3 separate regions of the Gossypium hirsutum genome follow, and regions 2 and 3 are each linked to region 1. Evidence: chromatin contacts called from public Hi-C data. All regions are on one chromosome and are shown on one strand. The core of a region is the stretch at or near the end of the contact, and the rest is flanking DNA. Distances in the headings are between cores, read along the strand shown.

Region 1 (3,992 bases), core at 1,070-3,569:
ACTATGATTAACTTCATTTCAAACTCAATGCCAAATCAATTAAAACAAAAATTCTAGATGAAAACTTGAACTCTTACTCTGTCATGTAACAACATAATAAATACTATAAATCCTATCAAATGTGTATGCGTGCGGAAATCACGTATAGGTATGTTTAAAACACAAATTTGGTGAGAGAACATTTTATGTTAAAAGTTAATTTTTAAAAGTTTACTCAAGAATTATTATTGGTGTGGTGGTAAAGAATTTGTTTATTTCCTAACTGAGTTGGTACCCGGTTAACCCGTGACACCAACTCAGCAAAGGGTTCTATTAATAATATAGATTTTATGATTTATATACAAGCTAGCGTTGGAAATCCATATATTCTGTGATAATGTGGTGCAATATAAGAAAATGACCAACCTCATTCACTTGAGCACAATTAGTAACTCGTTTAGCTCTGCTAGCAAAAAGGAGAGTTCCCTTCGTCTCCTCAATATGAATCTATAATAAAATTAAACCAGAATGCTCAGTTGAGAGTCATTTTCATCTCCCCTTCTCAGAAAGATAAGAAAACCAAAAACAAGCCACTGAATAACCACATACAGTCAAAGTAAGCGCACCTCTTCAGGAGCTACAGTACATATAATTGAAGTTTTCGCATTCCCTCCTAGAGCAGGCTGGAGTATGCGGGTTAATTTACTATCACGATAAGGAATATGTGCCCTTTACATGTCAATAATTCATATAATTAGAACATAGTTATTCTATACAAATAAGTTACTTCTCGCAGGATAAGCAAAACAAGTACCTTTGTTTTGCACTATCACTAAGTTTGTTAATTACATTACCAAGAACCATTAAGCTCTTGTTAATATACTTTCCTTCCTTCAAACGTACTCCACCAGTTCCAGTCTTAGCAATCCGCTCAGAACCAGCCAAATCAACCAAATTCTGCTTTCAAATAAAGGAATTAAAATAACATTCATAAAACTAATGGGACAAGGTATAAACTAGATAAAAGGGGGGAAAGTCTATAGTAATATAAGGTACATACCAAAACTGAGACGCGTATGGCATCACTGCTTGAATAATCACCAAAAGAGCCTGTATCCTTTCCCTTGCTTTCTATCACCTAGTAATGTAACATAAATACAACGAATATTAAGAGTAAAGTAGTAATGTTTATGTTCAACAATATGTTAAAAGAACATACCACTCTGAATATTGTATGAGACCTACTACTTCGTGCATTCATATTTGTCTCACCAAAATGCCTATTAACTGTAAGGAAAATGATTTAAACAAATTATTAAAAATAAACAACTACCCAGTTAAACCAATGGCAAAAAAAAGAAGTTTAAAGGACCTTCTCCAGACTCCAGGAGCTTCATCACTTGTTCAGCATTGTTCACAATTTCCTCCCTAAGACCCGCAACGAAAATCCCACGCTAAAACAAACAAGAAAAAATCTGTTAGTTTTGAGCATTATGGTACACATTTGATACGGCATCAAAGTTTAATCAATGGCTGACCTCTAAATTCTCATGAATCTGCAATTTCTGATTCTCTACAGCGAAAAGGTCGTTAATTTCTTCATTGTAAATTTCCATGTAGGAAACTCGGATGAGAAACTCTCGATCAGAGATCTGGGAATTGAATTCAACAACAAGAAAATCAAAGCCAAAGCTTCTAAAATATGTCGTTAACTGCTTCGGGAAAGAACCAAATTTCGTTAAATTACAATATTTATTTTCTGAAATATATCGTTAACTGCTCGATGAATAATTCCGGGATCGTTAGATGAACCGTTCATAGTGAAGGTCTTGCCGCTGCTTGTTTGCCCATATGCAAAAGAAGTTCCTAAAACATAAATAAAATTGTAAATCATATACAAATTAATCAATTTTTATACCAGATCATCAAAATTAGGGCTAAAAAAGGGGATAAAATTTAAACCGTTAAAGCCGTCCACAGCAGCATGAATAATATCCTTAGTAAGAAGCTCGTAAATATCTGAATTCGAGCAATTCTCATCGAAGACATGATCTAGAAACACAAAAAAAAATTCAAGGAATGAGAATTGGAATTGGAAAGGTAAAAAGGATTTGGGAAATGAAAATTTACCGAAAGCGTAAGAAACGCAGGAAATTGGGCTGCCGTGGAGCTTGTGAAGAGAGATTTGATTATCATCGACTCTCCAGAAAGTTGAAGAAGAATTTTCATGGCAAATTGGAGGTCTTACTCTCACTGCTACGCAGATCTTCTCCATTTTCTTTTTAAACGTTGAGTTGCAGAGCGAGAGCTAAGGCGGGATCTTTATGCATTGTGAAAACGGGGGAATTTGTATTTGAATGTTTTGGATTGACGGAAATGCCCATAAAATGGAGGATTGGATGGGTATTCGGACCCTAAAGAACATGTCTACTGGCCCAGTTTCTTTGGGTAAGAGAATAGCCCACATGCCTCAGTTGGATGATTGTATCAACATTACGAGAAGCCCATGTAATTTCCAAGGGCCAGCTTAGATCCTTTCCACTTTTGTAGTTCTTAATTGTATAGAATTCAAACAATGGTATACAACATAATTGTAGTAGAAAGTTCCACCGATAAAAGACTGCAATTATATTGTTTTATGTATATATTCAGAAAAAAGTTAAAAAAATTTACTTTAGCAAAATTAAATATTTATCTTTTGAGAGGCAAGTATAAGAAGAATAATAAAAATGGATAATGATAAATTCTCTCGATACTTCTACTTTCAAAAACAAAGTTAACTCTAACTAGAGTTGACACGTGGATAAATTTTATATTGCCACATGGAATTTTTTTTTTGGAAAAATGGTTAATCAATCAAGTCTAAGGACTTGAAAAAAATTATATCAAAGAATTTATGAAAAATGCCAAAATTAGCATATCTATTTTTAACCAAAAAAAAACCAGATGAAAAATATTTTATTAAAGAAATTAAATTAAATTAACGATGAAAAAAAAATCAGACAATTTACAAGAAAAAGCCATTTTTTTAATATTTATGGAAATGGGCCAACTTTTTGATTATTTACTGGAAAGTACCGAATTCCTCGAAAGTGCGTCCACGTCAGCACGATGTCAGGTGACATGTTAGAAAAGCGCGTCTCTAGGGGAGAGTTTTGCTCCTTTTTTTAGGGTTAGGATTTTTTTTGCATTTAGGGTTAGGATTTAAGGTTATTGTTTTAGTGTTTAGGGTTTAGAGTTTAGGGTTTAGAATTTAAGATTTAGAATTTTTTTAAAAAAAAATCAAAAAATTAGGGTTTTGGGTTTTGGGTTGCTTAATTACATTAATTATTAGTTTAAAAAATAAATTAGATTAAGGTTTAGGGTTAATTAATTAAATTATGGATTAGTTTTTTAAAATAATTTTGTGTTTAGGGTTATGGAAAAAATATATTAGCAATAAAAAAAATTTCTACAGTAATTTTTGAAAAAATAAATTAGAGAAGACGTATCTGAAAAAATAAATTAGAGAAGGCGTATCTAAAAAAATAATTTTGCGAAGTTGTTTCTGAACAAAAAGTGTTAAAAATGCTTCAAGCAGGATGCACTGTCAGCAAAAGTACTGAAAAAAGCTCCCACGTGGACGCTTGTTTTCTACAGTAATTTCTGAAAAAATATTTTTGAGAAGATGATTCTGAACAAATAGTGTCAAAAATGCTTCAAGAAGGATGCACTGTTAGCAAAAGTACTGAAAAAAGATCCCACGTTGACGCTTTTTTTCTACAGTAGTTTTTGAAAAAATAATTTTGAGAAGATGTTTCTGAACAAATAGTGTCAAAAACGCTTCAAGCAGGATGCACTGTCAGCAAAAGTACTAAAAAAAGCTCCCACGTGGACGTTCTTTTTCTACAGTAGTTTCTGATAAAATAATTTTGAGAAGATGTTTCTGAACAAATAGTGTCAAAAACGCTTCAAGCAGGATGCACTGTCAGCAAAAGTACTGAAAAAAGCTCCCACATGGACGCTCTTTTTCT
Region 2 (3,992 bases), core at 948-3,447, 1.0 Mb before region 1:
AAACTTGCATTTGCATACGCAACACGACGCCTGAAGGACCCCAGAGCAGAACTGCATTTAAAGAAAAATACAGATATGAGCCTGTAATTTACCATCCGCTCTCTCACGCTTTAAAATAACAAAGGAATCTTGCAAAAACTCACATAAATTTAAGATCTTCACAATCGTTGACCATCCGAAGAAGAAGTGGTGGTTTTCCATCCTTTCCATCGGTCAAAAACAAATGTTTTCCAGTTCTACCAAGCAACCACGATATTCGAGCAGCAAACTTTTCAAGTGCACGGGAGCCACGGAACAATGGAACCTGAATAATGCAAAGCCATGACAAGAATACTATTACCAATCTGTATGTAAAAAGTGTTAACCCATACTCAATGGTCAAAGACTTCATTGTTCAACGTTATCACTCAATTGCATTCTATTGCATACCTGCAGAGAAGATGAATCAGTAGTCTCAATCAGAACTTAATTGAAGACTAAACTTCAAAAGTGCATTTCATACTCGAATAGTGAGGGAAAGAAATCTATCCAATAATTCTTGGAGCATGAATGAACTACCTGTTTATGCCACAGAGACCCAAGGTGTGGACTTGCAAATGTAATGAAATTCATGGGCTCTAGTCCAGCAATTTTGCCTTTTAATTGCCCTTCAGGGCATAAATCTTTATCTCCCAAATGGTCAGTTCCACAATCTCCATTTGTTTGAGAAGTTTCTTGAGTTAGGTCTTGTTCATAAAGCCGCGCAATGGCATACCTTGCTACAAGGCCACCTAATGAATGACCAACGAAAGAAATCTTCTGAACACTTGGGTGACAGCTTATGACAAGTTTAACCTGAAAAAGGTAAACTTAAATTAATATAAATGATTTCTGTCAAATATATATATATATTATAAATGGTAAAAATGGAAGTACAGAGTATCAAACTACAGAACAATAACATATCAACGGTAAACGGCAGTTAGCAAAATTGGAAAATAATCTGAGTTGCAATCATGAATAATGAACCTTATTGAAGACAAATAAAATTGATAGCACACATACCTCCTCTGCTAATCTGTCGCCCATTACATCGACACCATCAAATGTCAACGTTGAAGAATTGCGCTCACTGCCTGCATTGCGCATTAAGTCATTAACCATTCAGTACTTATTTCACCATGAAATTCATCAACAATATCATTAACTCATTATCACGAATATTCATTTAGTGAATGGGTCTTGCGTTCTCTTCACCAATTAATTAGGATGGTAACAATCCAGCAAAATATTAAATAAGAAAAAAACACAATTTGATGAATAACAATCAAAATTTGAATCCTGGATCAGTCATTGGTGAGACTTATCTACTTATAACTTCGGATAGATCTAAAGTCTAACCCAGGTTAAATTAATTCAACAGCATTGGAGTATAAGACTCCAAATTACTTAGCAGACTACTTATGAAATTCTATTAGAGATTAATTATGAAACAGTTCAAAAAAATAACTTTGTAAGAAGAGAAGGGTGAGATGAGTAAATCATTAACTTGAAACTAATTAGCATTTAGCATAATCACAGTTAATACATACAAAAAAAATGGAGTACCGAAGTACTCACAATGAACAATAACATTCTCAGGATACGTCTTTAAAAGCTGCTTCGCTGCAAATCTCCAATTCTGAGCACTGCAAAGATACCAATCCAAAAATCAATCAAGCAGTTCGGAACACATAAATAATATTAATAAAAAAACGATTAAAACCGAGATTAACCTGCCAATGATGCCATTAACCATGATAACTAGATGAGTAGGATTGTTACGCTCTCCCGGAAACTGGACTTCCATATCGACACCTCCGTTCTCGTGGGATTTCGTTCTCAAGCATCCAAATCTCGGCAAACTCAATGATCTTCTATTCTTTTTTTTCTTCATCTTCTTCTTTTTCTCCTGCTGATTCAGTATCTTATTACTAGTATTATTGTCTTCCCTAACCTTGATCTCTTCAGCAACATCAACTTCCTTCTCCGGTACTCCTCTACAATCTCCCTCCATATCCGCCATTTTGAAGCTTAAAAACAGAGCTAAGGTAATAAGAAACAATCTTAAAGTGTTGTATTAAGCTAGATTTTTGTGTTGGATTTTGATAATGAGAAAATGGAGGGAGTCAAAATAAGCTAGCCAGGATTTAAAGAAGTGAAGAGGGGGACAATGAAGATGGTGAGGGCGGGCGGTTTTTGTAGTTACGGGTTTGTTAGCTAAATGGGGCGACCCGCTGGTCCCCTCTCTTTAATTTTAAGAGATTGCCCTTGATTTTATGGTTTTATTACGGGATAAATTTGTTTCCATCGGCTGATGGGTTGAGGATAAAATCGTCATCCTGTAAGTATATTTGTTTTTGTGCTTCAATCTTGATTTTTTCTTCTAGAAGGAGACAGAAATGACACGTTTAATCTTCGGAAACTTTTGTCTTCAAATTTTAAAGCCTCGTTTTTTCAACTCGGACGGCTATTTCTTAATTACCAATTTTTTTAATTTTTCTAATTCTTAAATCATCTATTTTAATTTTTACTCCCGGATAAGTGAAAGAGGGGAGTGAGTTTATTTAGAATTGAATCCAATTTTTATACCTACAACATAATGATTTTGTAACTGAATTAAAGATTGTTAACGAGAATCAATTAATATTGAATTATGTATCTGAAGCAATACAAATAATCGATTGACTTATTAATTGATATGAGTCAATTAAATTTGATTAAATTAGTGGTTGAATTAAAGTTTATAATTTTTTAAAATTTTATAAATTTTTAATAATTTATTTAATTAAAACTAAACGTACTAATTGGATCAACAATTTATGGCCTAGCCTTTGATAACTACCTATTTGTATTTATAATCTCTTTTCAACCCTTTACTCAAATTCATATATTCGTCATTGTTACAATAGCAACAGTATCAATTGGGATAAAGTTCAATTGTATTATATTATTATTTTAATGTATTACACTTGTATTTAAAATATCATATATTTTTTTTATAGGGTGATAAAGTGTAGGATTTATTAAAAAAGTCTAAGCTTGTTTGAACTAGATCATGCTGATCGGTTAGATTAAGAATCAATTGAGATATTAATTTGGTGAGAGATTTTCAATCGTTAACTTAAAAATCAGTACGAACTAAACAAAAAAAATGATTGAATTGAATTTTTAATATTTTATTTTATAATTTTATTAATAATTTATTTTATAGAACTTATCGCAACAATTAAATCATGAACCAATAACGTGATTAATTTGAGTACCAATCCAAATTTGAAAATTTTGCAAAAAATCAAAATTAATAACTTAAATACAAATCATTTACCTGGATAAACTATTAGAGTAATAATTCGTATTAAAAAATAACGTATTTTTATAATTAGTATAATGCTATGTTTTAACTAACTTATTATACATATATCTTTGTCGCATAAGAATATTAAATACCAAAAGCATGGAAGCACCAACTTCGAAGTTAGGCATACATATGAATATGGTATTATATGCTATGTTCCAACTTTAAATTAGGTTGGAAATGATATAATACCAAATAATATTATTTTTCGAGCCAAGCAATTAATATATATTTTGTGCAAGTCTGTACTAATGGAACATACATTCATATGTAAAAAGACTAAGCAACTCTAACTATATTAAGAAAATAAATAAATTAATGTTGAAAAATCAAATGTGTATGGTCCTAAGTCTATGCCTCTTAATGTCAAGCTATCTAGAAGTCCTCCAACCTTTTTTGGTCAATGGCAAGAAGGAGAGACTCTTCAAATGTTATCAACATTCCAACATAGATAACCTTTCTAGAAACCATTTAACATCTGTCTTTCACCAATCATCCATTAATTCTCGCTTCTTGTCATCAACTACATGGGTTGTTTCCAAAAGAAATGGGTAAATGTTTAATTTCCTCACTTTTTTTTATTTTGGTTTTAACTTTTTTTTAAAAAAAATTATTT
Region 3 (3,992 bases), core at 816-3,315, 520 kb before region 1:
TTTAGGTCTATTATCACTTTTAGTCCTCTAACTTTAACCAAATTCCAAATTATTTTATTTTACTTACCCTTTTTTGTCAAACCAAATTTCAATACACTCAATCCATTTTCTTGATAAATTTACCATGTATGTTATTGGAACAATATCATTTGTTATATTGAAAATTTTGGGGTATTACACAACCATAACTTAAGCTCTTAAACTTGAAATGATATGAATCAAATTGTGTTTCGAAGCTAAGAGCTAGTTCTATCATTGGTCAACGGATATCCCGACCCAAGAAATGTCTAGTACCTATCCAAAAGTGCATCTTAAATTGACTGATTTTCCAGAGTTAAAAATTGGCATCTTCAATTAATTGAATTTAATAAATTTCTCCTCATCTGTACATGTTGAATTGATCATTGGCACCCAATAAAAATTTTCAAGCATGTTTGCATCCAAAATTCTCAATTTTGAATTAAGATTTCCAAAAATCAAAAGCTTGATTTTTTTTTAAGCTCAATCTTGTTTCTTTGAACTTTGAAGCTTATTAAATTTATTTTTCATGAACTCTAATATAATTAAGTTCATCTTTACTCGAATCTGTCTCGATCTTGTGCTATGGACAACTTTGACGAATTTTTCTATTTTTGTTATAATATGAATAATTGAAAATTAATATAAATGGTGATTGAAAAAGATATGCTAAGCACTCTCACAAGTTTAGGTTAAATAAATGCTCTTGGAAGCATGCTAAGCCAATATGAGGTGATTGGAAAAGAATAGTTGAATTGGGATAAACACAAATCTCTCAAGTGAAGAACAAATTAAACATTTTGTTTAACACAGGTATTGGTTGAAAAGAAGAATATAATTTAAGTCATAAGGCTTTAGAATGTTAATCCCTCATCTTCAAATGCCACCTTGAGTTTTTAAAATTATTTCATCTTAAATTTCACTATGAATATTTGTAATATTTGATTTTAATTATATTTATTGGAATATATTATTTATATTTGTGATTATAATATTTTTTATATAATTATAAGTATCTAAATTTAATCTTGTTGAAAAAATTTAAAATTATAGTTATTCTTGAAACATAAAAAAATTTATCAAATTCAATAATATGCCTATAACTTCAAAATAATAATAATAAAAGAGGAGAAGCTAATAGGAAAAAAGAGAGCAAGCAAGCAGGCCCTGAAATTATGTCTTCACCTTATCCTTGCCACCATTTTCATTTTATTTTAGTGAGACTTTGAATCAGACAAAAAGAAGTAAGGATGTATCGAAAGTAGCACCGTAACACCGTCCGCGTCTTTCATTAATTTCTCATTGGATTTCCCTTTCTGACTTCTCGCTCCTTTCACTCCAATTTGTCGGTGCCTTAGGTCTGAGGATAGTTTTGACTCTTTTTATCCAAACCAATATATAGATTTAATTACTTTTCATCCTTCCTTGGCCACAAGTGAAACATGCATTTATAGCCTCTGATTTCCCTCATATCTATATCTAACGGTGGGTAAGGTGGGACGGATGCAAAATTTTAGATCAAACTAAAAAATAGCTTAAATTTTTAAATATTAGATTTGAGTTACACTCCACTAGTTGGTATTAATTTTTAAATTTAAAAAATATTAAAATAAATAATTTTTCATAAATTAAAAATATATTAAAAAATTTATACTTAAATAACACTAAACTAATTGTAACTTAACGAAAAAATACTTATAAAATAAAAATAAAATTAACAATAAAATAAAATTATATAATATAAAAAATAATAATATAATAACAATATAATAATAAAATTACAACAAAACAACAACAAAAAGTTTAGATTACTGTGGAACGCGCGCTGAAATGGACCGTGAAACAAAAACCATAACCATAAGATATCCCAAATAGAAGATTCGAAATTCCAATGAAGGGTATTTTCCAATTTACTAGTTACTGCAGTAAAAATAGGAAACTTGTTCCTATCCTCAAAAACAAAATGGGATTTACCCATTATTCATTAACCCTTTCTATTCTCCTCCTCTCATACACAGAAGAAACAACAAACAATAAAATTTTACATCTCTTCGTTTTGACCGCACTGTAAAATTCATCCCATCAAATTTATTGTTTCTACAGTTTTTAGGCTTCATATTATTGTTGCATGTCGTTGCTGAGAGTTATAAAAATTTAAATCAGTAGGTGAAAAGGAAAAACAACTACGAGAACAACAAAATCTGTCATCGTCGCAACAACACCAAGTTCTGTTTCTCTTTTCTCTGTAAAATTATGAACATAATCTCTGTATAAATCTGTCATTAGTAATGGCATCTCCTTTACCAAGCTGTAATTGAATGTGAAGAGCTTAGAAGCTCCTCTTTGAAAACCAAAGCTTTTTTTCTTTTTTAATTTCTTTTCTTGTTGGTATAAGTTTGGGTCGCCATTGCCATGATTTAGAGAGAGACCACGCTTGTTTATTTGCTTTCTTCTTCTTCCATTGTCATCTGATATTGCGTCTACATTTCGGAGTTTTAAAGAAGCAAACAATGGCGCCGTGGTGGGCGAAGGGCAGCCATAAAGGAACCTCGTTGGTTGTGAAAATGGAAAACCCCAACTGGTCCATGGTCGAGCTCGAAGCTCCATCGGAAGAAGATTTCCTCATCGGCAGCACCCCGACTGGTTCGCGAGAAAAAATACGTGGCAAAAACGCCAAGCAACTCACTTGGGTTCTCCTGTTAAAAGCGCACCGTGCTGCCGGCTGCTTAACCTCCATTACCTCCACATTCCTAAGTTTCGGCTCAACCGTCCGTCGCCGAGTCGCCTTCGGAAGAACAGACGACAACGACATCGAAACCGACGAAAACAAAGCCGTTAAAACCGGTTTCTATAACTGCATCAAAGTGTTCCTTTGGCTATCATTATTATTATTCTGTTTCGAGATTGCTGCGTATTTCAAAGGCTGGCATTTTGGTGCCCCAAATCTTCAATTACAATATATTCTCTCGGTGCCGGTTGGTTTCAAAGATTTGTTCGATTGGTTATACACTCATTGGGTTTTGATTCGAGTGGCTTATCTGGCCCCTCCTCTTCAGTTCCTCGCCAATGTCTGCATTGTTCTCTTCCTTATCCAAAGCATGGATAGGTTAATTCTTTGTTTGGGTTGTTTTTGGATCCGATTAAAAAAGATCAAGCCAATCCCCAAGCACGAAGCTGTTGCAGATCTTGAATCTGGGGAAGACTCTTTCTTCCCTATGGTTCTCATTCAGATCCCTATGTGTAATGAAAAAGAGGTAAAAACTAGAAATCCAAAGATAAATTTTTTCTTTCATCATTTTAAAAGGAACCTTTTTTTTTTTAATGATGGTTTAAATATTTGTTTTTGCAGGTTTACCAACAATCCATAGCTGCAGTGTGCAGTTTGGACTGGCCAAAGTCGAGAATTTTGATTCAAGTTTTGGATGATTCCGATGATCCAATGACTCAGCTTCTTATTAAAGAGGAAGTGCATAAATGGCAACAAGAAGGTGCCCACATTGTGTATCGGCACCGTGTACTTAGAGATGGCTATAAAGCTGGTAATCTTAAGTCTGCCATGAGTTGTAGTTATGTTAAAGACTATGAATTTGTTGCCATTTTCGATGCGGATTTCCAGCCCTCCCCTGATTTCCTCAAAAGAACTGTCCCCCATTTTAAGGTAACTAAATTAACTGCCTTCTGATTTAAATTGGGTGCAATTTTGAGAATCGAAGCACTATTTAGTATGTCTAGGATTAGTTGAAGTGAAATCTTATTTTTGGTTTTATGGTTGTTACAGGATAATGAGGATTTAGGGTTGGTTCAGACAAGGTGGTCGTTTGTGAATAAGGATGATAATTTGTTAACAAGATTGCAAAACATAAATTTGTCATTCCATTTTGAGGTAGAACAGCAAGTGAATGGTGTTTTCATTAATTTCTTTGGATTCAATGGAACTGCTGGGGTTTGGAGGATTAAGGCTTTGGAGGAGTCGG

The links. Hi-C and Micro-C count contacts between places; a contact is called where the count stands out from the background.
Region 2: a Hi-C map of leaf shows a contact between it and region 1, with 1.8 times the contacts expected there. The contact joins the promoter of LOC107951131 here to the promoter of LOC107951423 in region 1. A contact is called at or near these places in 2 of 34 Hi-C or Micro-C datasets (both in leaf).
Region 3: a contact with region 1 is called in a Hi-C map of leaf, with 2.0 times the contacts expected there. The contact joins the promoter of LOC107951426 here to the promoter of LOC107951423 in region 1. A contact is called at or near these places in 2 of 34 Hi-C or Micro-C datasets (both in leaf).

The regions. Positions count from the first base shown.
Region 1 is chrA02:20,335,584-20,339,575 of Gossypium_hirsutum_v2.1, forward strand. LOC107951423 (kinesin-like protein KIN-7N) reads right to left here and starts at 2,320. Exons shown (of 17, transcript XM_016886473.2): 1 at 2,110-2,320; 2 at 1,942-2,031; 3 at 1,727-1,845; 4 at 1,518-1,631; 5 at 1,352-1,433; 6 at 1,199-1,266; 7 at 1,040-1,117; 8 at 794-936; 9 at 606-708; 10 at 406-486. The coding sequence starts at 2,254.
Region 2 is chrA02:19,340,321-19,344,312 of Gossypium_hirsutum_v2.1, forward strand. It overlaps LOC107951131 (putative lipase YDL109C), which reads right to left and starts at 2,198. Exons shown (of 12, transcript XM_041083005.1): 1 at 1,755-2,198; 2 at 1,600-1,667; 3 at 1,045-1,115; 4 at 559-834; 5 at 144-304; 6 at 1-51. The coding sequence starts at 2,044.
Region 3 is chrA02:19,817,057-19,821,048 of Gossypium_hirsutum_v2.1, forward strand. LOC107951426 (probable xyloglucan glycosyltransferase 12) reads left to right here and starts at 2,066. Exons shown (of 5, transcript XM_016886477.2): 1 at 2,066-3,272; 2 at 3,368-3,676; 3 at 3,797-3,992. The coding sequence starts at 2,529.